Regions from separate parts of the Mus musculus genome. Here all the other regions are linked to region 5. The links are chromatin contacts, called in public ChIA-PET, HiChIP or PLAC-seq and promoter capture Hi-C maps. All regions are on one chromosome and are shown on one strand. The core of a region is the stretch at or near the end of the contact, and the rest is flanking DNA. Distances in the headings are between cores, read along the strand shown. Region 1 holds the start of Gca (grancalcin). Region 2 holds the start of Dpp4 (dipeptidylpeptidase 4). Region 3 overlaps Dpp4 (dipeptidylpeptidase 4). Region 4 holds the start of Fap (fibroblast activation protein). Region 5 holds the start of Psmd14 (proteasome (prosome, macropain) 26S subunit, non-ATPase, 14).

Evidence for each region. Promoter capture Hi-C pulls out the DNA fragments that hold promoters and counts their contacts. ChIA-PET counts read pairs in DNA pulled down with a chosen protein or histone mark. HiChIP or PLAC-seq counts read pairs in DNA pulled down with a chosen protein or histone mark.
Region 1: a contact with region 5 is called in a promoter capture Hi-C map of pre-B cells. The contact joins the promoter of Gca here to the promoter of Psmd14 in region 5. A contact is called at or near these places in 5 of 39 promoter capture datasets (embryonic stem cells, erythroid cells, liver and 2 more), 3 of 115 datasets of contacts at active chromatin or transcription factors (astrocytes, embryonic stem cells and large pre-B cells) and 2 of 9 other capture datasets (adipose tissue and embryonic stem cells).
Region 2: a contact with region 5 is called in a promoter capture Hi-C map of pre-B cells. The contact joins the promoter of Dpp4 here to the promoter of Psmd14 in region 5. A contact is called at or near these places in 16 of 39 promoter capture datasets (the C10 cell line, the HPC-7 cell line, cranial neural crest and 9 more), 11 of 115 datasets of contacts at active chromatin or transcription factors (the 230-238 cell line, T-cell acute lymphoblastic leukemia, bone marrow-derived dendritic cells and 5 more) and 2 of 9 other capture datasets (embryonic stem cells and liver).
Region 3: a contact with region 5 is called in an RNA polymerase II ChIA-PET map of memory CD8 T cells, with 35 read pairs. The contact joins the enhancer-like site here to the promoter of Psmd14 in region 5. A contact is called at or near these places in 3 of 39 promoter capture datasets (the C10 cell line, hippocampal neurons and pre-B cells), 6 of 115 datasets of contacts at active chromatin or transcription factors (the 230-238 cell line, bone marrow-derived macrophages, large pre-B cells and 3 more) and 2 of 9 other capture datasets (liver and pancreatic islet).
Region 4: a contact with region 5 is called in an H3K4me3 HiChIP or PLAC-seq map of pro-B cells, with 6 times the contacts expected there. The contact joins the promoter of Fap here to the promoter of Psmd14 in region 5. A contact is called at or near these places in 9 of 39 promoter capture datasets (the C10 cell line, the HPC-7 cell line, cranial neural crest and 5 more), 1 of 115 datasets of contacts at active chromatin or transcription factors (pro-B cells) and 1 of 9 other capture datasets (macrophages).

Annotation. Positions count from the first base shown.
Region 1 is chr2:62,662,197-62,666,722 of GRCm38.p6, forward strand. It overlaps Gca (grancalcin), which reads left to right and starts at 2,131. Exons shown (of 8, transcript NM_145523.3): 1 at 2,131-2,263. The coding sequence starts at 2,237.
Region 2 is chr2:62,410,520-62,414,717 of GRCm38.p6, forward strand. It overlaps Dpp4 (dipeptidylpeptidase 4), which reads right to left and starts at 1,712. Exons shown (of 26, transcript NM_010074.3): 1 at 1,267-1,712; 2 at 696-780. The coding sequence starts at 1,272.
Region 3 is chr2:62,387,680-62,391,818 of GRCm38.p6, forward strand. All of the region lies in intron 2 of Dpp4 (dipeptidylpeptidase 4), which reads right to left. Among named protein-coding and RNA genes, the nearest start is that of Dpp4, 22 kb to the right of the region's middle. Within about 2 kb of position 2,737, at least 108 of the 459 cell types and tissues checked have an H3K27ac peak or open chromatin away from gene starts, as enhancers often do. A contact at or near this core is called in the 230-238 cell line, liver, memory CD8 T cells and 3 more, where this site is marked.
Region 4 is chr2:62,571,320-62,575,645 of GRCm38.p6, forward strand. It overlaps Fap (fibroblast activation protein), which reads right to left and starts at 2,702. Exons shown (of 26, transcript NM_007986.3): 1 at 2,527-2,702; 2 at 2,120-2,204. The coding sequence starts at 2,532.
Region 5 is chr2:61,708,811-61,713,347 of GRCm38.p6, forward strand. Psmd14 (proteasome (prosome, macropain) 26S subunit, non-ATPase, 14) reads left to right here and starts at 2,884. Exons shown (of 12, transcript NM_021526.2): 1 at 2,884-3,063.

The DNA.
Region 1 (4,526 bases), core at 881-3,380, 950 kb after region 5:
TTACAGTGTCTGTTACCTGGTGTTCAGTCAACACAGAAAGCCATGTTGCTGAATAATGAACAGCTTATGATTTAAGGCACATACATGCACACATATGTATATTTAGTGCATATGTATACTTAGTAAAGTTACCAAACAATATGGAATAGTTTTCATAATATTATACATGTTATTCCACATTAATATGGAGTATTCCATAATAATATGAAATAGTCTTCATAAGATACTATTGCCTATTCAATGCTAACTGAATCATAAAGACAAGTTATTACTATTTAAAAACATCTGTGGGCTAAAGTGAATTTTTCAAAACACAGTTTATAATACTGCAAAATTTGTACTTTAAATTTTGGATTTAGAAAGCCTGCCATAGGCTGTGGATTTGAAAATCCTTTCGGTATCTACCTCTACCTCCTTTTCTCCAAGGAAGATACATTGTCAGTATTTGGTATTTTGTCCTACTTGCAAGCTAACAACAAGCTTGCCAGTTTTCATACAAGTTGGCAGAGGCATGGATTCTTGGGTCAGAAACAAAGGGCTTCATTACTGAAAGTACAATAGAGGCCTGGGCAAAGCTCCCTTGGGCCAGTGGGAGAGTCCCTGAGAGCACTCAATTACGTAAGCACTGGGTTTGCTATCAAACTGAAGGAAGCCTGTGTTTAGGTAAGTTTAGTTTCTTTAAAAGAGCTGTTAGCAAAGGAGTACAAAGTTTGTTCTGGAGGGAAAATACCATCTTCGAAAGTGGACATGTAGACATGAAATGAATCTATGGAGATCTGATTCCCAGGGTACAGAAAGGCAATGCTTCAGAGAACCTGTTTTGATAAAAAGAAAGTACAGAAAAATTCTAATCTTAAATTTGGATTAGTGTCGCAATTACAGACAACACTTCCTAAGCACTTTGCATATGCAGTTTGTCAATTAGAATACAGCTTTGCATGGATTTCTTCTGCTAAGAGAATCACCTGCTACCTACTGAGTCACACTCTCATTTATTTTATCAAGCAGGTTTTTATTCTACTTCTCTTTGAATAGATCCCAATATTAGCTAAAGAAATAGCTACTGCTGCAGAAACTGCCACTTTCTCAATAGTAGGGTGGATACTAGCAACTTGCATCTTTCTGCCTCTTCTGATAAAATTGTTTCACAAGGTTCAACACGTTCTTCCGGCTGTAGTACAGCAGAGCGATTGTTAAATTACTCAGGGCTGCAAGGCTGATTTCCTCTGTCAATACTTAACAGTTGTTGATGGGCTTAGTTTTTAATATTAGCTCTTTTCTTTTTCATAAAGAAATCAAAATGGTATCCCTTTTGTTTATAAGTTAATTCCAAAGCTTCCCTCTTCTTCTGAATTCTAGACTTGGAGAAACAAAATTCAGGAATTTCAGAGAAAAGCAGGCTTGTCCTTCCTTTTTGCAAAATGATAAAAACCAAGATGTTCTCTTGATGTTTATAATCAGATATAATCATGTATTAATAGTTTTCTCAAAAGTTGAATCACTGGTAAAGTTACTAAATACTATGGAGGACACCATGTAAGCAATGTAAACAATATTCTAAAAAGCAGATGTATTTTTTGTTCAGTATTTGGGACATACAGATTTTAAAAATCTCTTCAAAAATCAAATTCAATAGATATCCTGTATTTTTATTTGCTATTTTTGGCAACTGTGGCCACCATTTATCTATAAAACTACAAATAGCCTTTCTCACATTAGGTATCAAGTGTGGCAGGCAATAGCTATGGTGGTCATGGTTTTGAAACTCTGATCCTGCATCCACACGACACAGAACCGTGAGTAACTACAAAGTTACAATTATCTGGTCCAAAGGAAATACGGATAGGCTACAAGAAGTCATCACCTGGTGGGTTTGGGGTTTCTACTGAGAAAAGTAACTCTAGGAGTTGATGGCCTGGAGAAGCTCTCCTTGGAGGGTGGGGAAATAACTGTGGAGGAGGCTTCTGGTAAGAACTCGAAAGAACCAGTAAGAGAGATGGACTGGAATCCAGGAGACAGGCTGCAGCCAATCACAGGTGAGATGGGCGGGGCTTGCTCTGGCAGGGGTGGGCCTGTGGTCGGGGGCGGGACTCCAGGCAGAGCCGGCTCACCGGAGCGGAGGTGCGCGGCACTGCGCTCGGACCTTCCGCACCTGTCGCACGCACTTGCGCTTTCCCCGCTCTAAGCCGCGCTGACGCTGACTTACTGGTGACGCGTTACTTTCGATCGCCTGGTCATGGCCTACCCGGGATACGGAGGGGCGGTAAGTCCTCGCGAGCTGTGGCGACCCCGCGGGCCGCATCACCATGCGGAGTTCACCCTGTGGCCCTGGCAGTGACCTCTGGTACCAGGCGACGCCGGGACACCGTAAGGTGCTAGAAGCTAGGGCTGGGCGGGGCCCTGCGCCCAGGGGAGAACCGCGAGCTGGAGTCTGGTCCAGAGCCTCAAGAAACGTCCTTGTCCAGGCGGTGGTGTGAAGTGTTTGTGCTTTCTAGATTTTGTTTATAGAGTGGAGGAGCAAAAGACCATGTCTTGTTCCATTTACCTTTTGTGATTTATCCCCAACTTAAGTAGTTTTTCTAGTTATCTTTTTACCACCATATCTTGTCTTTTAAGTTGCTTATGAAAAAAAAAATTGAGATGTACGTTCAGTGCCTCCTAAACTTTTCTTTTTCTATAGTACCAAGCGCGACCGGATTTTCTAGACTTTGCTTTTGGAGGGGTTCGGCTGTTCCCTCTTCTGTAACCTTAATCCTCAGTACCTCTGAGAGTTTCAAGTCATTATTGCAACCTGTGGGTAGACCCTTCCTCTTTCGAAAGAAGCTAAACTTTCACTCCCCTCATCAATGTTCTGCCCAGTGAGGCCGGCTATGTAGTGTGGCTGGGCAGTGGTCACTGCAGTGCTGGCAGAAGAGAGCAGATTTCCTAGGCCTGTTGCTATTTGTTGTTCCCTAAAAAGAGACATTAGTGTTTTGTTACAGATAGGTGTAGACATTGACATGTGATTATGGGCTTCAAAAAATAATCCCTACCCTTGGGAGTAAGTGATTAGCTTAAAAAGTAATTTTTCAGTTCTAGGCCTTCAGCTTCAATACACACTTTACTGAAACTGGTTTGCTTGTAGTTACTTGCTTGAATTCCAGCTAGCATTGTGCACTTTCAAATATATACTCCTCATTAGTCATTTAAATGGACTGAGAACGTCCTTAAGGTAATGTTATCAGTCCACCTTTTAATACTTGTTATATTTAGTTGTTATATTAAAAAAAAATAGAAAGTAGTTTTTGCTAGGAGATACACCTTTGTCTAATAAAGTATATATTTCACGGGATGCATTTCCAATAAATTTTCATTTGTTTAATGATTATTTATCAGAGATAGCTGAGGATGTAGCTTAGTTGGTAGAGTGTTTCCCCTGGGTTGGATCCTCAGAACCACATAAATTGGGCATGTTAGCCTGGCCTGAAGTCCCAGCCCTTGAGAGGTGGGGGCAGGAACTACAAGAGTTCAAGGTCATTCTCAGCTTGAGGCTAATCTGAGCTCCCAGAGACCTTGTATAAATTAGTTTACAAGGGCCAAACCCAGCTAGAACCAGCTGAGCACGGTAGGCCAAGGCAGAATTGTTGAGAGTTTCAAGGCCAGCCTGTGTCTGCAATGGGGTCTAGGCTCTCCTGAGGCACAGTACAAAATCTTGTCCCCCAAATGTACAAAGGCTAAAATAAAATAAGAATCCTCAAGTTGTATACTTTTGTATATTATTATTTCTGTACTAATAAAATTGTATCTTGACCTAAAGGAATTTTCTTTCTCATTTTGGTCATAAGAAAGAAAACAAAATAAACATATGCATATTGAAGTATAAATGTGAGAGGAACATCTGTGTTTTTTGTAAATTTTAAGCATTAAATACACAGAAATTTAAGGGATCCAAATCGTTACAATTTTTATATAATTTCATTTTGGAAAACTATGTTTCTTCAAGAAAAAATACTAGACCACTTCCTCTAAAATCCTCTAAAATTAAGGTTTCTTAATGTATAAATATACTTGGATATGAAATTTATTTTAAAATCACACACACATATATATAAGTTTCCGTAGAACTATAAAAAAATAAAATTTTTATAAACTATTTTAAACTGATAAACCACAGAAGAAAGTATATTACTTGTGAAAATACAATGAACATCTGTAATATTTTTTATCACACATTCAAGCACTATAATGTTTTCTATCTTTGCCTTTCATTTCTTAGTTGATTCTTACACATTTGCTAATTATAAATACAGATTTTACCTCAAACCCAGTAATGAGATTTAGTGCCAGGAAAAGCAAAAGTCCAGATTTTTATGTTGACATCATGGTTTTAATTTTTAAAAATTGTTTAAAATACAATGCCCAACAAAATAGAGCAGTGGTACAAACTATCCATCCAGACAACCAACCAACCAGCCAACCAACCAACCAACCAGCCAGCCAGCCAGCCAGCCTGCCAGCCAGCCAGCCAACCAGTCAACCAACCAACA
Region 2 (4,198 bases), core at 462-2,961, 700 kb after region 5:
CTTCTCCTTAGCTTGCATCCACTCTCTTTTTTGTACCAAAAGCCGGGACTAAACTGGAACATTCTGGCAAGCTGAAAACGCATGCTGGGGACTTTCAAGGAAACAACCCAGAAGAAGTTGACTGATTCTAGGTCACTATGTTAGGCACAGTGGCGATTTAGTGATGCAGTATTTCTAAAATGGTCAAATAATTCCTTCTCCCCAACTGAATCTTCCAACTGGCAGAGTCTCATCACCCTTGAAGGAGAAATCTCTGGGTTTCCTGGTTTAGTTTGTTCTGTTCTGTTTTTCTTTTTCTTTCTCATTCCCCACTCCACTTAAGACATTCTTATTGCCTCATTGCTATGCTTTGGGTCTTCAAAAGCTGCCTTATTTCCTTGGAAGCTCTACAATCAACAGTCTTCTAAAATCAATTTGAGGTTAAGATACTTTCCGTTGAATTTAATAAAAAGAAGCCGCGCCTCTTTCCCAGTGTCAGGAAGTGTGTATTTGTTATACACAACAAAACGAGGAAGCCTCAAGGCCTAAACACTGGAGCCCCCAGAAGCAGCAAATACATTTAGAGACACTTACCAGTCTCTTCAGCCATAACCCAGCACAGGGGTCAAGGCCCCCCAATAAACTGAGCTCGCTTTGAGAGCCGCCTGACCCCGTCTCCAACCACCCTCTCTTTTTAAGATGTTGCAAGGTTCTACCTTTGCTCAGCAGAACTATTGGCACGGTGATGATGGTGACAAGCGCAGCGACACCAAGCAGTCCCAGAAGAACCTTCCACGGTGTCTGCAAGCAGGTCAGATTGCAAACAATTAGAGGGGAAGTCTTTGTTCCTCTCTGCGAAGAGGGTTGGGACTTAGGCCCCTTCAGAGGCAGAGGAGTTTGCAGGTGCACTAGTAGACCTGAGGGGTTTGGCGTTCACTCAGGCAGAAGCCCTTGAATTTTGGCCCTGAGCATGATCTTATGATCTTGTTGGCTTCTCTCCTCCCACCCACCCGTCTGATGCCAAATGAGAGTGCCGCGTGCGTTCCACGGGTGACCGTCCCCGACTTCCAAGGCTCAGTGCCTGGGTCCCAGTAGGACACGCCAGAGATCTAAGCCAGTTCCCGGGACGGACGTGCCTTCACCTGTGAGGGTGGCCCCGTGGCTTCCGCCTAATGGCAGCTCCTGGTTGCCTCCAGGAAAACTGGGGCAGTTTGGAGAGAATCTGTCTAAACACCACCCACAACCCGACCCTCTGGTCCAGGGAGGTGCGACGCGGGGTGCACTCACCTTCATGGTCGGGCGGCTCCTTGAAACTGAACTCTGAAGCTTGAGCGCAGGCAGAAGTCACTGCGCGCAGAGACGGACGTCCTGCGCGGCTGCTCTGCACGCAGTCACCCTGAGCTCGCCGCCAAGTTTCGGCCTGAGTTAAACATTAGTTAGCGCAAGGCGGGCTTCGGTGCACAGTGTGAGCGCGGGGCAGCCGACCCAGCGCGGTAGGACCACTAGGCGAGCCAGGAAGTAGCACGCAGGGCCCCCATGAGTGAGGGATAAGGGGAACAGCGAACCCCCTTTGCTAAAAGAGACATTGCACATTGAGGTTTAACTGTTGCTCCCTTGCGTGGATAATCGAGGCAGCTGAGGTTCAAGCAGGCATGGAGTTTGGCAGATTCACGGCTCACTGCAGAAACTAGCTGCCAGTTCTCTTGTCCCCTTCCCTGAGAGGTCTGTCAGTCTGAGAGAAGGGGTTGGGTGTCCCATGTTATCTGGCTGGCAAAGAAAGAGAAAAGGTGATTGTTCCCTTTTGAATGACACTTCAGGTTGGATATCTGTATTAATCCTCCCTGGGGAATGTTCACTTGCTTTGCCGGAGTCCCTCCCCCCGCAAAAAAGTAACCCTACCGCTTCTTAAGTGGGAAGTTACTTTAAGCATTGTTCTACTCGATTACTGTGTTATTTTATAGGGAGGAAGATTATGCACAACAACATCAAGTCATTCCATGAACTCACTCAGCCACGATGCTATGGAGTTAATACTGAAGCCACTGGACCTTAGTCTTTCATGTCTCCACAATTTGAGGAAGTATATTTCTTTATAAATAGACTAAGGCGCATGCACATGCGCTTGCACACACACACACACACACACACACACACACACACACACACACACACACACACGTCCTCTTAATTATGTATCCCAAGTGTCTGTTTCTACCTCCCTCTCCTACACCTGAAGAAGTTGAGTCAAGACTCAGTGGAGCCTTGAGCCAGAGCTGAAGAGCGCAGTCTAAAAGACCTATAGCGAACAGTATCAGAAGGCTCATCACTGTCCATTGCTGTCAGCCATTCCGGCTCTCAACAAAAGTAATAACCACACCAGCCATGGCCTTAACCTGGAAGCCTGCACCAAGGGTCATTGGATGCATCTACAGAACGGATCATCTTGTTCTCTGGGATTAATTCTTCCTTGTATACACAGTTATTTTCCCACGCTCTGCACATTTTGCGAGTTTTCATTGTACCCGCCTTTTGATGGTGTTTTAAATAAATCCCTAATGAGTCGGCTAGTCAATATATTAGCTACCACTTGAGTTGGCATAGATGCTCTAACCAATCATTTCTGTCCCCACACAGAATGTTCTGTTCCTTAGGGAGAGTTCCTGAGCAGGGCTTTGATATAGCAGCTCCCCCACAGGAGCTGTCATCTTCCTTTGCTAAAGAATGATGCTTCACCTTCCACTGTTCTTTGGTTAGAGGGGACTCTCCATAAAGCCACTGAAAGTGTTGAGGGAGAGACATTACCACAGTGGGAGAAGGCACGGCAGAATCCAGGTTCTCTGAATCTGTGCCCATGTTTGCCTAGTGGGATCTGGTGAGGCTTGTCTCTTCCACAAACACATGCCATTTCCATCTTAAAGTCCAATGTGTTTGCGTCTGCCAACTTCATCATTTGATGATTAGGTTAAACTTTGTTCGTTGTAGAGAACTCATTTGGGTAGTTAGTTGATGATATCTCTTAAAGTGAATCTTCTAAACAAGAATATATATTTAAGGCTCTAACTCCCAGATCTTCTCATTTGGAGATAGGTCCCCCTGGATGTTAAGTTATGACTATTGAACCCAATGTGATTCCTATCATTATAAAATGGTGAAGCAGAGACATACACAGAGGGAAAAATGGCATAAAAGACAGAGGGGTGAAGTGGGCTCTTACAAGCCAAGGAGGCCGAGCACAGGTATTTTTTTTTTCTCACAGTCCTCAGAAGGAACCTTTTGTGGAGGATGCCTTGAGTTCACACTCCTAGGTTCCAGAACTAGGGAGCAAATCACTATTTTTGTTTAACCACCCAGCTTGTGGTAACTAGTCACAGTAGCTCTAGTAAACTGATGGACTTGCGGTCTCGTGGTTGTGCCTTTACCCTCGTTTACAACCTGGGAGCAAGGTAGTTGCTGAAATTCAAAAAGAGAGCAGCCATTTGTCATCATAACCACTGTCAAGGAGGTCCCCGAGTTTTGTCATAATTAATTATAATAACAAATAGCCAAGACCTTGGTGGAAGGCATGGTGGCACATACACCTAATCTCAGGACTGTTGCAAGTCTGTGCATTCAATATCATAGTGAGTTCCAGGCCAGCCAGGGCTACCGAGTGAGACCAGGGCTGGAGACATGGCTCAAGGGTTAAGAGCACTTGTTGCTCTTTTGGAGGACCTGAGTTGAGTTCTTGGGAGTTCACAACTATCTATAACTCCATTCCTAGTGGACACAGTATCCTCTTCAGGCCTCTTGGGGCACCAGACATGCACATTTTGCACAGACAGACATGCAGACAAACTACTCGTACATGTAAGATACAGTTGGTTCTTTCCTTTAAAAGTTGATGAAGATGCTCTTAAACCCTGGGTACTTTTTATGACTCTATTATTAGACCTGGTTGCTTCAGCCATTTTATAGTAAGGACTGCATCTACCGGCTCATTAAACTCAAGATGTGGAGAAACTGTGTAATAGCATAGACTTGCAAATCCCTCTCTCACTCCAAGTTGTGTGCAGAAGAAACAGCCTCACAGACCACTAAGCAAAGGGTGGTGAAGCACACCCGATTACCGTGCACAGTGTTTCCAAAATCCAGAGTTCTAGTGAGTGTTGCTGTTCCTTGTGTACAATATAAGGGCTGTGGTGACTTAACTCCCAAATTAGAAGGGATGCCTTGACTTGTT
Region 3 (4,139 bases), core at 1,487-3,986, 680 kb after region 5:
GGCCTTCAGAACATCCCAAGTCCTTTTGTTCTTCAGAGACCTTTGGTGTATTCAGATCTTGGTTTCTATCACTATTCTTCACTATTCTACTTGGTAGAATCAGTGGAGCTCTATATTCTGCTAGTAGGGACTCAAATTCAAATAATTTTTAAAAAATTTCCCCCCAGGGCATTGGTGGCACATGTCTTTAAGCCCAGCACTCTGGAGGCAGAGGCAAGCAAATCTCTGAGTCTACAGAGTGTGTTCCAGGACAGCCAGGGCTACACAGAGAAAGTCTGTCTAAACAAAGGACCACAATAACAACCACAACAACAAAAACATGGTTTTTGTTATAGTGTATGTATGTGTGTGTGTGTGTGTTTGTGTGTGTGTGTGCTTGCTTGAGAAAAACCACGCATGCCATTGAATATGAGTAGAAGTAAGAGTACACTTTGCAGGAACTGGTCCTCGCCTTCCTTGCCTTCCTTTACACTGCATCTGTGATCTAACTCAGATCTTCTGGCTTGGTAGCAAGCACCTTTAACCCACTGAACCATCTTGTTGGTCCCCGGAATCATTTTTCTTATGATCTCTTATTTCCTTCCACTTCCATATAAATAGGAACAAGTACCTGTTGATACTTGTTTTCTAGGTGTTGTGACTTCAAGTTCTCAATTGCTGTCCCTCCTCCATACCACCAACAAAATGCCTTTCAGCCTGGTGAAGCTCCCTGCATTTCTTTGTTAGCTCCAGGAGCATTTGAAAGTCTTTATGTGGCACTAGCCGGCCTCCGTTGTCTGATAGAGCATTCTCTTCTCAGCTCATGTCCACAGCCTCCAGATGCTGTCTCAGCCAGCCATGTGATCAGCGACTGAACACAGGCACAGCCTCTGCCTTTCCCACCTCTGCTACTCATCCTCACCCATTTCCCTGTAAAGGCTTCCCCTGCTTTTGTTCGCTGTCTCTTTAACTGTTTCATGATGGCTTCCATTCTGCCCTCCCTAATTTGCTCCTCATATCAGTTTACGACTTGTGTTGAGAGCTATTTTTAATTAAATTTATTCCTTAAAAATTTTATATATGTATACAGTGCACTCACCCCTGTCAATTCCTACTCTTCCCTACGAGTCCTCATTCCAAGTTCACGTCTTTGTTTTGTGAGCCACTGCACTTAATGAGAGCCATCTAAGTGAGCATGAATATGAAACTCTGTACTGCGGGCTGGTGGGTAAACCAGCAGATGCACAGCTCAATATGAATCCCCTCTCTCAGAATCCACCGGTAGCCAGCATGGGTAGGGCCCCATGAGTTCCTTTCTCATCCATGAACTGACTGTTGGCAGAGCCAGACTTGTGTAGGCAGCTTTTCTACTGTGAGTTCAAGCTTGAAATAGCTGTGTCGCTGTATTATGCAACCCATCTCCCTATCTTCTGGCTCTTCGAAATGCTTCCTAGGCCTTCAAAGGATGGCATGGATATTGTGTTTAAGGCTGAAGACTCAAAAAATTCCTTATTAGCATTTGAGCTGGTAGAAGTCCCTGAGTTCAGCACCATGGCAGAGTTACTTATTAAGGAGGGTAACTAAATTCTGTCTGATTCAAGACCCACTCCACACAAGGGAATTCATGTCTGATACTATAAACTGGTAAAATCTCATACCTGAGGTGGTCTCAGACCCCACTGGATAAACATACTATTGTTGTTTAGCTAAACTGATGGAACCTGCCTTCTAGATATGTGTTCATATACACATAGCCATGAATGCCACTCTTAGCCTTCACAAGGGAAGCGTCTCTGTAAAGGGAACCATCTTCGCAGTGAGAAGAGCCTCTGTGTTCACTGTGCAGGCTTCACAGCCAGGCCATGTGCTTTTTAAACAACAGGACTTGCCCAGTGAGATAATATGATGGACACACACACACACACACACACACACACACACACACACACACACACTCACAGGCAGAGGCAGAGGTTTTATTACTTTTTTTTGGTATCTTCATTCTATTTTTATTTTTTTATTAGGTATTTTCCTCATTTACATTTCCAATGCTATCCCAAAAGCCCCCCATACTCCCCCCCACTCCCCTACCCACCCACTCCCACTTTTTGGCCCTGGCATTCCCCTGTATTGGGGCACATAAAGTTTGCAAGACCAAGGGGCCTCTCTTCCCAGTGATGGCCGACTAGGCCATCTTCTGATACATATGCAGCTAGAGACATGAGCTCCGGGGTACTGGTTAGTTCATATTGTTGTTCCACCAATAGGGTTGCAGACCCCTTTAGCTCCTTGGGTACTTTCTCTAGCTCCTCCATTGGGGGCCCTGTGTTCCATCCAATAGCTGACTGTGAGCATCCACTTCTGTGTTTGCCAGGCACCAGCATAGCCTAACAAACACTTTGCCCCTTCTTAGAATTGGAAACAAAACACCCATGGAAGGAGTTACAGAGACAAAGTTTGGAGCTGAGACAAAAGGATGGACCATCTAGAGACTGCCACACCCGGATATCCATCCCATAATCAGCCTCCAAATGCTGACACCATTGCATACGCCAGCAAGATTTTTCTGAAAGGACCCTGATATAGCTGTCTCTTGTGAGGTTTTATTACTTAATGTAAGATGTTATCACATAAGTATTACAAAAAAAAATTCCTTTACACAAAGTAAAGTTATTCATTCACTTCACTCCAGAGACAAATCACAAAGAGCCTAACATCTTTCTCCACACTCTCAAACATTTTCATGTGCATGGAAACACCTAACCACAGCACCTGCCACATCACAAGCAGGCCAGTAAAAGCTGCCCTTTGTGTTACTCTTTTCAAAGCCCATGGGAAAGTAATTCTCTTATAGAAACTGTCCTTTCCAACGAAGTTTTTAACAGTAGTTCCTTTTGAGCTAACCTGATAATATCCGACTTTTGAACCTTCTCCTTCCATAGATAAAACTGCTACATTCTCCTTGTTAGCTCACAGACGTTGTTTAATCCAATAGCTGACTGTGAGCATCCACTTCTGTGTTTGCCAGGCACCAGCATAGCCTAACAAACACTTTGCCCCTTTTTAGAACTGGGAACAAAACACCCATGGAAGGAGTTACAGAGACAGTTTGGAGCTGATAATTTTAATTGATAATTAATTAAAATTAATAATCGAGTCCAGATTCCTTGGGATTACCTAGTATCCAGTGGGCCATTATTCCCTTCCTGCGCCCCTCTTAGCACCCCTCTGGCACTGCTCAGCCTGTTCTCACATCAGCACATAGCTTTTCTAAGCTCCTCATCTGTGCCTCACTCTGGTTCCCTTCAGCTTATGACATTCTTGGGGATCTACACGCAGATCAAGGAAGATGACTCACGGCGCGTATACACCCGCAGGGCCTACACCAGCCCTGCCTTGTGTAAGGTTCACTTAGGTGCTCAGGAAGCTGAATGCAAACCACTTTTTATCTGTTCACAAACAGTCCCAGAGTCTGGCCACACTAGAGCAAGTCGAACAACAACTACTCCCTGTGGGTTGGTTTTTGGGTTTTTTTTTTTTTTTTTTAGTTTTGTTTTTTATCTTGCCGTTTGATGAGCAGGACACATTGGAAGACAGTTTGGAAACATCTAGATAAGCGAGTTCTGTGAGATTCGAGTGCCAAGTCCAGGTTTTGACCTTTATCAGCTTCACAGTTTGCTGGCAAGGTACACCCTTCCGACTCTTACAGGACGTGCTCATGTTCCTGTTTCTCCTTCCTCGTCTTCTTGCTCCTTGACAGGGCACTGCTGCAGCAACAGATGCAGGTCCTTGGCTGCTGCTATGGTTTTCGTGGTGCGACCCGGGACACGCCGTTCACTTGACTTATTGATTTAAAGCCTTGTGCCAGCCAAGGAAAGCAGTTGATCATGTGGTACCCATCAGCTCATAAACAAATGCAATCTCTTGAATTTAGAATCTTAGGGAAGACATTAGCTGTATTCTGCTTTATTTCCTTGGCTTAAAGAACTAAGATGAGCCATGTAAAAATGACATTTGTCAATCATAAACATCAGAAGAGCAGCATTCAAAATGGTTCAGCCTAGTAATGAAGTCTCACCAAAGGCTATGGTATAATGAATCCTAGCTTCAAGGTCAGAATTACTTATAAATCAATTGTAACCCCAGGATAACAAAATCAA
Region 4 (4,326 bases), core at 1,452-3,951, 860 kb after region 5:
TAAATAATGGAATAGATGGATATTTCTTGACTTCTGTTACCTTGTCAAGTAGCTCCTGGACTAGCAACCCAAGGGCACAGGAGACAAACGTACAGTGGTGACATTTCTGACGAAGTGGTATAGGGGCCTACCTAGCTTTTTCTTCTCCTTTCTGTTCCATTGCTACTTTTCCTTGACTTCCCATGGGAAGTCTTTACTTTTTCATACTTTTTACTTCATTCCTTCCCATGGAAGAAATGTGAGTAAAGTTGGGCCTGGTCCCCAGCCTGGACATGGTGAAGGTATGGGCACAAGAAGACAATGCTGCTCAGGTGACATGCTGAGGTGTCCGTAATAATGAAGAGGCAGTGACTTTACAGTCCAGACAGCAGGCCTAAGCATTGTTTACTTCTGCAGAAGAAGTAAATGAATGCAAAATAATTCATCTTGAGGTTAATTTGATTATTTCACAATAACAGGAAATTACTTAGAGAATTATCTTTTCCATTGAAAATAGAAATCTATGTTATAAAAAAACACAGGACTTTTATGTTATATATAGTTTATAACATATTTTTGAGTATGCTATTCATAAAAAAACTTGGAAAGAAGATAAAGATTGGGATTATATGTAATTACACAAATGTCTATATCTATAAATGTAAGTATAGACCCAAATATCTATCCTTATATGCTATTTGCAATGGATAAATATGCTTCTCATTGGGAATATTCTTCAAAGTCCAAAGGGCAACACTTGTGGACAGAAAAGTCTGTCTCAACAAAATTCATGTACTTTTGCTTCCAAAAACTGTTAATTTTTGAGGGAGCAGAATATCCATCTCAAGCTCTGGTAAGTGTATGCAAAAGCCAGAGGCTGATTTCTACTAGACTGGATTAAAGGGGTCAGAGACCTGGCCAGGCACTCAGAAGCTCCTGGTTGGAGGCAGTGTGTCCTCTAAGAATTGAGGTGAGAGTCTAGCTTAATAAAATGACAATAGGAGGATACACCTTGATGGCCCAGGGGAAATCTTGTGCTTTAGGACATGAAGATGCAAGCTAAAAATTAAAAGTGCAGCTCCAAGGAGACTGCCTTCATCAGGTTATCCTGCACATTGCAATTCTGTGAAAGGATGTGGACATTTTTGAACTCTTCAAGCTTTTGTACGTTGTACATGTTTCAATTTTAAAAAGCAACAGAGAATTCAGGACTGACGTGTTTGCTGGTTCAGGCTGGACCACTAACCCTTGTTCAGAGTCCGTTCACTTTAACCACAGACGTTCCCTGGTTCTGATCAACTCGGAGCATTTGTTCTTCCCAGATCCTATAGTACAGTCTCTGTCACTGTTACATTACATCTCTGCTTTAGAAGCATACATTGCTGTTCATAAGAAGGTTTGGAATAATAGGGGCATAGTTTATTACCAATGGATAATATTAAAATTAAAACTAGTTTCAAAATCAGTGCATAACATCTTCTAGGTCTCAGTCAAGTGACATTGTTGCCAGCCTAAGCCTTTCTGTAAAAATAAAAAACAAACAAACAAACAAACAAACACCCCAACCAATTTACCTTGATAATGTTTGCGTAACTGTAACAAGCCTCTTAATTGAATGACTAATTGCTACTATATATAGAACAAGAGTTTTACTTTTCCTATATGGCTATTCCTGAGATTTCTATTCTGAACATCTTCCTTAAATTTTTTGGAAGCACTATTTAGTGATTTCAAAGCCTCCATAGGTTCTTTTTTTAACGTTTCTATTCTTACTCATTATTTTTTTTCTTGCTACCAGGCAAATCTAGTAATAGAAAACAATGCTAGTTAAAAATACAGTCTTGAGAGGCCTATCAAAGCTTGTCTTCTGCGTGTATTTTGGGGGGGTGGTGGGAGGGGTACAGAATAGCTCTCAGGTTTTTCTGTTGCTGAAATAACACTGTAAAGCTCTTCCTACCCTTACATCGCCAGTATTTCTGGTCTTACACACAACATAACTGTGAACTTATACGTCTTCTTAGAAATAACAGGCTTACTTTGGAAAATAGGCACTTAGGAAATGTTCACCCATTTGAGTTCACACGTTGGTACATTTTCCAGGCTACGCTAGGCAGATGGAGTGAATCAGAAAATTTCTTACCTCTTGAGGGACGTAAGACAATGCATATCACCACTAAAGCAAGCGCAGCCAGGGTGGTAACTCCAAAGACAGTTTTCAGCCATGTCTACATAGAAGAAAATTCGGTTTGGGCTTAGTTCCTCCTGAGAAATGGCAAGATTTTGTCTAACCCTAGATCCTACTTCTCCTTCCCCACAGAGCTTTTGATTGTGTTCCACTGGTCTGGCGGTGATTGCTGGAGCCTTTCCAGTTCTGCTAAGACAAATGTTTCTACAGTATATTTAGAGCCATTTTCTAATCCTAACACACACCGGGAAGTGATACTCAACACACAAATCCCCACCTTCTCTAAAGAATAGAAAACTCTGACCATACTCAGCCCAGGCAGCCTCTACTCTGCGGTCGTCCCCGAGACGGCACGCACTAACCTTCATTTTTCCAGATGTTTTTGCAAGTTAGCTGATTCTCACTGCACAGCGTGGGTCACCGCATCTGTGAAAACTGTTGAAAAGAAGCAAGTCTGTCTTCCACTTGGAAGCTGAAGTCAGGACATGAGTTGCTTCCCGCTCCCCTCCTCCCTTTCCCACGGACTTTTGACTACCGTGCCAAATTTCGAAAGATTTCTGTAAAATTAGAAACAGATTTTGGGGGCGTTCTTGGCCTTTAAGTGAACTATGAGTGGCTGGAGGGAGGCTCTAGAGCTCTCTCATCCTTGTAAATTTACACCAACATCTGCTTAAGTTGTCATACAGAGGCCGTTTTATTTCACCTTTTTGTTGTTGTTCAGGTTTATATTTCATATTCTCCTCAAAAATCACTCGAGTCACTTTAGTAACAATCTTTTCTACACTCCTCTTGTTTGCAGCTGAGAGGAAGGATTTCAAATGGAGAAACTTTTTGAGGGTGCATTGTACATATCAAATGTTTGGGGAAGGGAAGAACAGTGGAGCCAAATCCGGCTTTGTGAGAGGTACACGGTGTGACTGCACACTCTTCTCCCGGGAGCCTATGAGGTGCTGCAGGCACAAATGTTTTTCTTTCAGCACAATTTCTTTGTCCGTATAGCACCATATGCACTTTCAGTAAATACAGAAGTTTAAAAATTCAACTGTCTAAACCCACGGCTGCTTTCCTTTAAAGAAATGAAGCGCCATCTGTTGAAATGTAGTATGGGTTAGGTGTGTTTGCACAGGCTAGAAAGATGGAAAGATCAGCGGGAATAATTTGCCAGCAGACCTTTGGAAGAATGGAAATGGCTTTACAAGAGTGATATTTTTGCTTTGCTCTCAGAATATCTTCTGAGAAAGGAGAACATTTAGTAATTATAAAGACCTTAAAATAAATTTTAAAAAGGCAAGTGAAAAGAGAAGTCATGTGTACTTCATTTTGGCTAAGTCCACATATTTCAAAGTGATCGGTCATCTTGGCAGATCAGTAAAATGACTGAATTCACAACACACACACACACACACACACACACACAGACACAATTTTTTTTTAAACCTTCTCTGTGGTCCAGAGCAATTTCCTAGGGCAGATTCCTGGTTTCCACATGGATACTGTTGCTAGAATATGGTGTCTCCAGTTTTTCCATTGCTGGCTTTCTCAAGAAGTTTGTAATATCTTTTGCCTGACTATGCTAAGTTTCATGCTGATCTTTCACAAACTGTGCATGAAAAATAACGAGAAAACATCACTGTTCTGTGTTGCTGTTTGCTTTAGTTGACTGGTCTGGCTGCCACAGGAAACTTTCTCCACCACAAACCAGCACAGTGGCTTGTGAACTTCCTCCCTGCCATTCTCCAGACAGCTGTCCCTGAATTCTAGCCTTAGGAAAGTTCTGGTGAGCAGAGTGAGTCACTAGTATGCATTGGCAGAGAAGAGTATTCAAAGCCCACTGCAGCTCCCGGATGAATCCCACTCCCCATGCGGTTAATGAGCTATCGATTTACAAATTGAAGCAGTACCAGGCATCATCACAGGTGTACAGTGCACTTACTGACATCTCCATGTGCCTTGATTGTGAGGCGTCAATCCGAGAGAAAGCCATCAGCCGGGTCCCATGTGAACTGCCCTCTAGAGGGTCTTCTCAAATTTGTTGCTTTCTTTGGAACATCCACATAGTACTTTCTCAGAACTTCTGTCCCAGCTCGCCAACGCCCACCCCCCCACCCCCCACCCCCAAAAAAATCAGCAAGTCCTTTGTAGTGAGTGATTCCCAAGACCTC
Region 5 (4,537 bases), core at 1,634-4,133:
GTTACTGTACAATGCAGAGTAGATACCACATGCTAATAAAAAACAGCAATGTGTTACCTTTTTTTCAGTTGTTGACCAGTGGAGTCATATGTGCCAACCCCTAAGCATTGCAGGCTATTGTCCATACACCTGGCTATTCCCCAGAACTTGACAGTCTGACTTGTTGTTGAAGATACTGGACACAAAGAACACAAAGAAACCAAGTTGGTACTCACCTGGAAGCTTCATTCATATTGACTAACTTTCATGGTGCTAAAAGATGCAATGCATGCTACCAGAAGAGAAAAATAACCATCAACCCCGAACCTTGCAAACTACAAAAACAATTGGCCTGACAAGATATTCCAGCTGATGTAATGGTGGCATAAATATTATTGGAGTAACCAACACTTTCTGATTACTAAGGTCTGTTCTATTACACAGAACTAATACCTGGCACTGTTAAAAGGGCCAAGAACTGTGTCTAGATAGGCCATAGGCTTTAAGGAAGAACTCAATACTGTTATTCTGCTAAATGGACATAGTATTGAAATGACTTCTAATACCATTAGATCATAGCATAGATCAGAACGCATTTTAGCCTTCATCAGAGATACTTCTTGTAGTAGATGTCAGTTAACACAGAGACTCTCCGTGAGACAATGCACAGGGAATAGGAGTATGTGGAGTGTTCAGCTTCAATCATACATCATATCTCATCCCTTCTTCCAAGGCCCAGGGCTCTTTTCAGAAGATTAGATGGAGAGATTGCCAGAAGCAGAGGTGGTGGATCAAAGAAACTGTTTTTTAGACATTGGGCGGATGCACAATAAACTCATAGTAATGTGACAACATGCATAAGAAGTAAGCAAACTCAAGCCAGACAAAACTCCAGCATAGTGGTGGGAAGGTAGGTACCAGATCCTACCACTAGCAAAGGGAAGGGAGAGGAAGAGACAGCTTTTAATTATGTAACCCCAGGCAGGTCAACCACATTTCCTGTTAGTTGTTAGTTGGGCAACACAAACTAGACTAGATAGGGAGGAGTGGTTCCAGGTTGGGTGCGAAGAGAGGGAAGGTTTGAGAGAGGGGTTATAGAATGAGCTGGGAAGTGAATATGTTTAACGTTTATTAATTCTTTGAGAATTAATACAAATAATGTTTTAAAATGTGGATGTTTATGTATGTGTGTGAGGGTACGGTGCTCTTGAGAGAAAAGGTCACTGAATCCTCTGGAGATGAAGTTACAAGCAGTTTGCCGCCCACTGTGGTTGCTGGAAAATGAACTTGGGTCTTCTGGAAGAGCAGCAAAAGTGAAAGTGATTAGTAGCTGAGCCACCTCTCCAGGCCCAGTAAGACTTAACCACTGTCTTATTAGGGTTTTACTGCTGTGAACAGACACCATGACCAAGACAACTCTTATAAGGACAACATTTAATTGGGGCTGGCTTATAGGTCCATTATCATCAAGATGGGCAGCATCTTGATGATATCAACATAGCAGCATCCAGGCAGGCATGATGGTACAGGAAGAGTTGAGAATTCTACATCTTCATCTGAAGGCTGCTAGCAGAATACTGTCTTCCAGGCAGCTAGGATAAGGGTGTCAAAGCCCACACCCACAGTAACACACCTACACCAACAAGGCCACACCTACTCCAACAGGGCCACACTTTTTAAATAGTGCCACTCCCTGGGGCAAGCATATACAAACCATCATAACCATATTCTTGTAATAGCCATATTCCTTTTGAGTTTTACTAAAGGGGAATGATTCTGTAATCCATTCTCTTCTACCATTCAGTAGTTCCATGGTGATTTTTGAGTCAGGAATGCTTTTAAAAAAAATTAGGGCTGGTGAGATGGCTCAGTGGGTAAGAGCACCTGACTGCTCTTCTGAAGGTCCGGAGTTCAAATTCCAGCAACCACATGGCGGCTCACAACCATCCATAACAAGATCTGACTCCCTCTTCTGGAGTGTCTGAAGACAGCTACAGTGTACTTACATATAATAAATAAATAAATAAATAAATAAATAAATAAATAAATAAATCTAAAAAAAAAAAAAAAAGAAACGCTTTAAAGATGCATTTTAACATATTTGAGAAAGTGGGAGTAATCCATAAACATGGTGAGTGACCTAAACGGCGTCCCAGGATGTGATAGAAACTTGCCAAAGTTAATTTGAGTAACTTTGTTTTGAAAATCTAACACAAAGATAAAAGGCCGTTATCGTTTAATTATGTAGAGAAGTAGTTTTTTTTCAATACGTATTGAAACAGCTGAAAATAAGAGGCAGGAACACTGGAAAAACGTCAAATTTCCTTGAGGTTCCCCCCCCCCCCCCCCCCACACACACACAGGGTTTCTCTGTGTAGCCCTGGCTGTTCTGGAACTCACTTTGTAGACCAGGTTGGCCTCGAACTCAGAAATCCGCCTGCCTCTGCCTCCCAAGTGCTGGGATTAAAGGCGTGCACCACCACCGCCCGGCCTATAACCCCTTTTTTAGGCAGTGAAGGCAAGAAGAGGTAAACTTGTATGCGGAAAGAGCCTGTATATTTCTAACCATCTCCCTATCCCCCACCCCTTTAATTTTTGCTTTTCAAGTGACCAAGAAAACCTTAATTCAACCTTTTACATTTTGAGGAAGGCCACAAAGGCGAAGGACAGAACCAAGCCAAGTCTAGCCTCCACAAGGCTGATAACTCCAAAATTCCCAAAGCATGGAGACCTCAGTGAAGCAGGATTGGCACTGTGAAAAAAACCAGGAGGGCGGAGCAGCTCGCCTGACTTCCGCCTCGCGGGGACCGGGACCAGGCGGCCTGCGCGTGCGCTGTGTGCTCCTCCGCCCCCAGCCGGCTCCGCCCCCCCCCCCCCCCCCCCCGCCGGCTCCACTCCCCGGCGGACTCCAATTGGCGGTAGAAGAAAGGAAGCCGAAGGAAGCCGGGAACCCGGAAGTACTTCTCTGCAGAGGCCTGGGCGACTCTTTTGAATGGAATCGGGCTGATTCATCGCCTGTTCTCCGAGCCAGGTCCTTGTTGAGTGTGAGGCGCTGCCCTCGCCGCCGCGTCGCCACAAGGCCAGGTAGGATGCAGACCGCGAGCTCTCTTCAGGCGGCCTCAGCCGAGCCCCGAGGCGGGCCTGGGACGTCCGGGAGCCTGCCTCGCTAGGCCGCCTTCAAGCCTTGGGCTTTCCTGAGTCACGTTGCCCAGCCAGGTTGCCGGTGGAGTCCGGGGCCTGATGGGATTGCGGACCCCTTGGTCCTTTCTTCCCTCACCTCCGGGTGTCCGGCAGGGTTAGGGCTGGATGTCATCTCCTTGCAAACGTTTCTGCTTCCCTCTAGCTTGGGAACCTTTAACCCATCAACTGGCAGAACCCTGTTTATGATCTACGTGTGTTCGTCTTTAGATCTTCCTGTGTTGAAAAACTTCCAGTCCAGGGAAGAAAAGGAGCGAGGATGTTCGCTTAATCGTTTGTCCTGCTAGCTTTAAAAACCTTCAGAGAGGCATGCTTTTAATCCTGAATGTTTTTAGAATAAAGTTGGGTTATTCCTGCTATGCCATTACTTCTTGTACTGCTCCACTTGAGTACTGGTCTGTGAATGGTTACATGTCCATTTTTGAGTAAAGTAGAAATCAACTACCGCTGCTGCGGGTTATTAGAACTCAGTTTTCCCGTGGGTCGATCGAACTCAGTGTCTGCCAAAGAATGATGCCCGCATTTCAAAAGAGTCTTAAGAAATTTGGGAACGCTTTGTTTACTTATTAATTTGGAGATAGGTTCTTACTCAGTATATCTGCTTGGTCTAAAACTAATTATGTACACCAGGCTGGCCTTAAATTAATATAATCCTGCCTCAGTTTACCAAGTGTTGAAGTTAAAGGCATGTAATTCCACTTTAGCACGGAGTGAAAAAAAAGTTAAAATGGCAACCAAGTTCCACGTCATGGCTGTGGTAGTTTGTAATTGGCCCCAATAGGCCCATAAGGGAGTGGCACTATTAGGCAGTGTGGCTTTGCTGGAGGAAGTGTGTCACTGTTGGGGTGGGCTTTGAGGTGTCATAAGCTCAAGTGTGGCACACAGTCTTCTGCTGCCTGTGGATCAAGATGTAAAACTCTGAGGTACCATGTCTACCTGCATGCCACCATGCTTCTCACCATGATGAAAATGAACCTGTAAGCTAGCCCCAATGAAATGTTTTCTACAAGAGGTGCTGTGGTCATAGTGTCTCTTCACAGCAATAGAATCTTCAAGACAGTGGTAAACACTTCTAATGCCAGAATTCAGGAGGCAGAGGCAGGCTGATCTCTGAGTTGAAGACCAGCCTAGTCTACAAAAACGAGTTCTGAGCCAGTTAGGGCTATACAGTGAGATCCTGTCTCACAAAAACAACAACAACAACAAAAATAATATGAAAGCGCTAGTAAAGATCTAATTTATAGAAAAGGCCTTAAATGTTAGCAAAGAAATACAGTTCTCATGTGAACACTCGCAGTACTAGGGAGGAAAAGGTGGGGAGAATCTTCTGCTGTTTGAGGCCGGCCTGGTCTGTGTAACC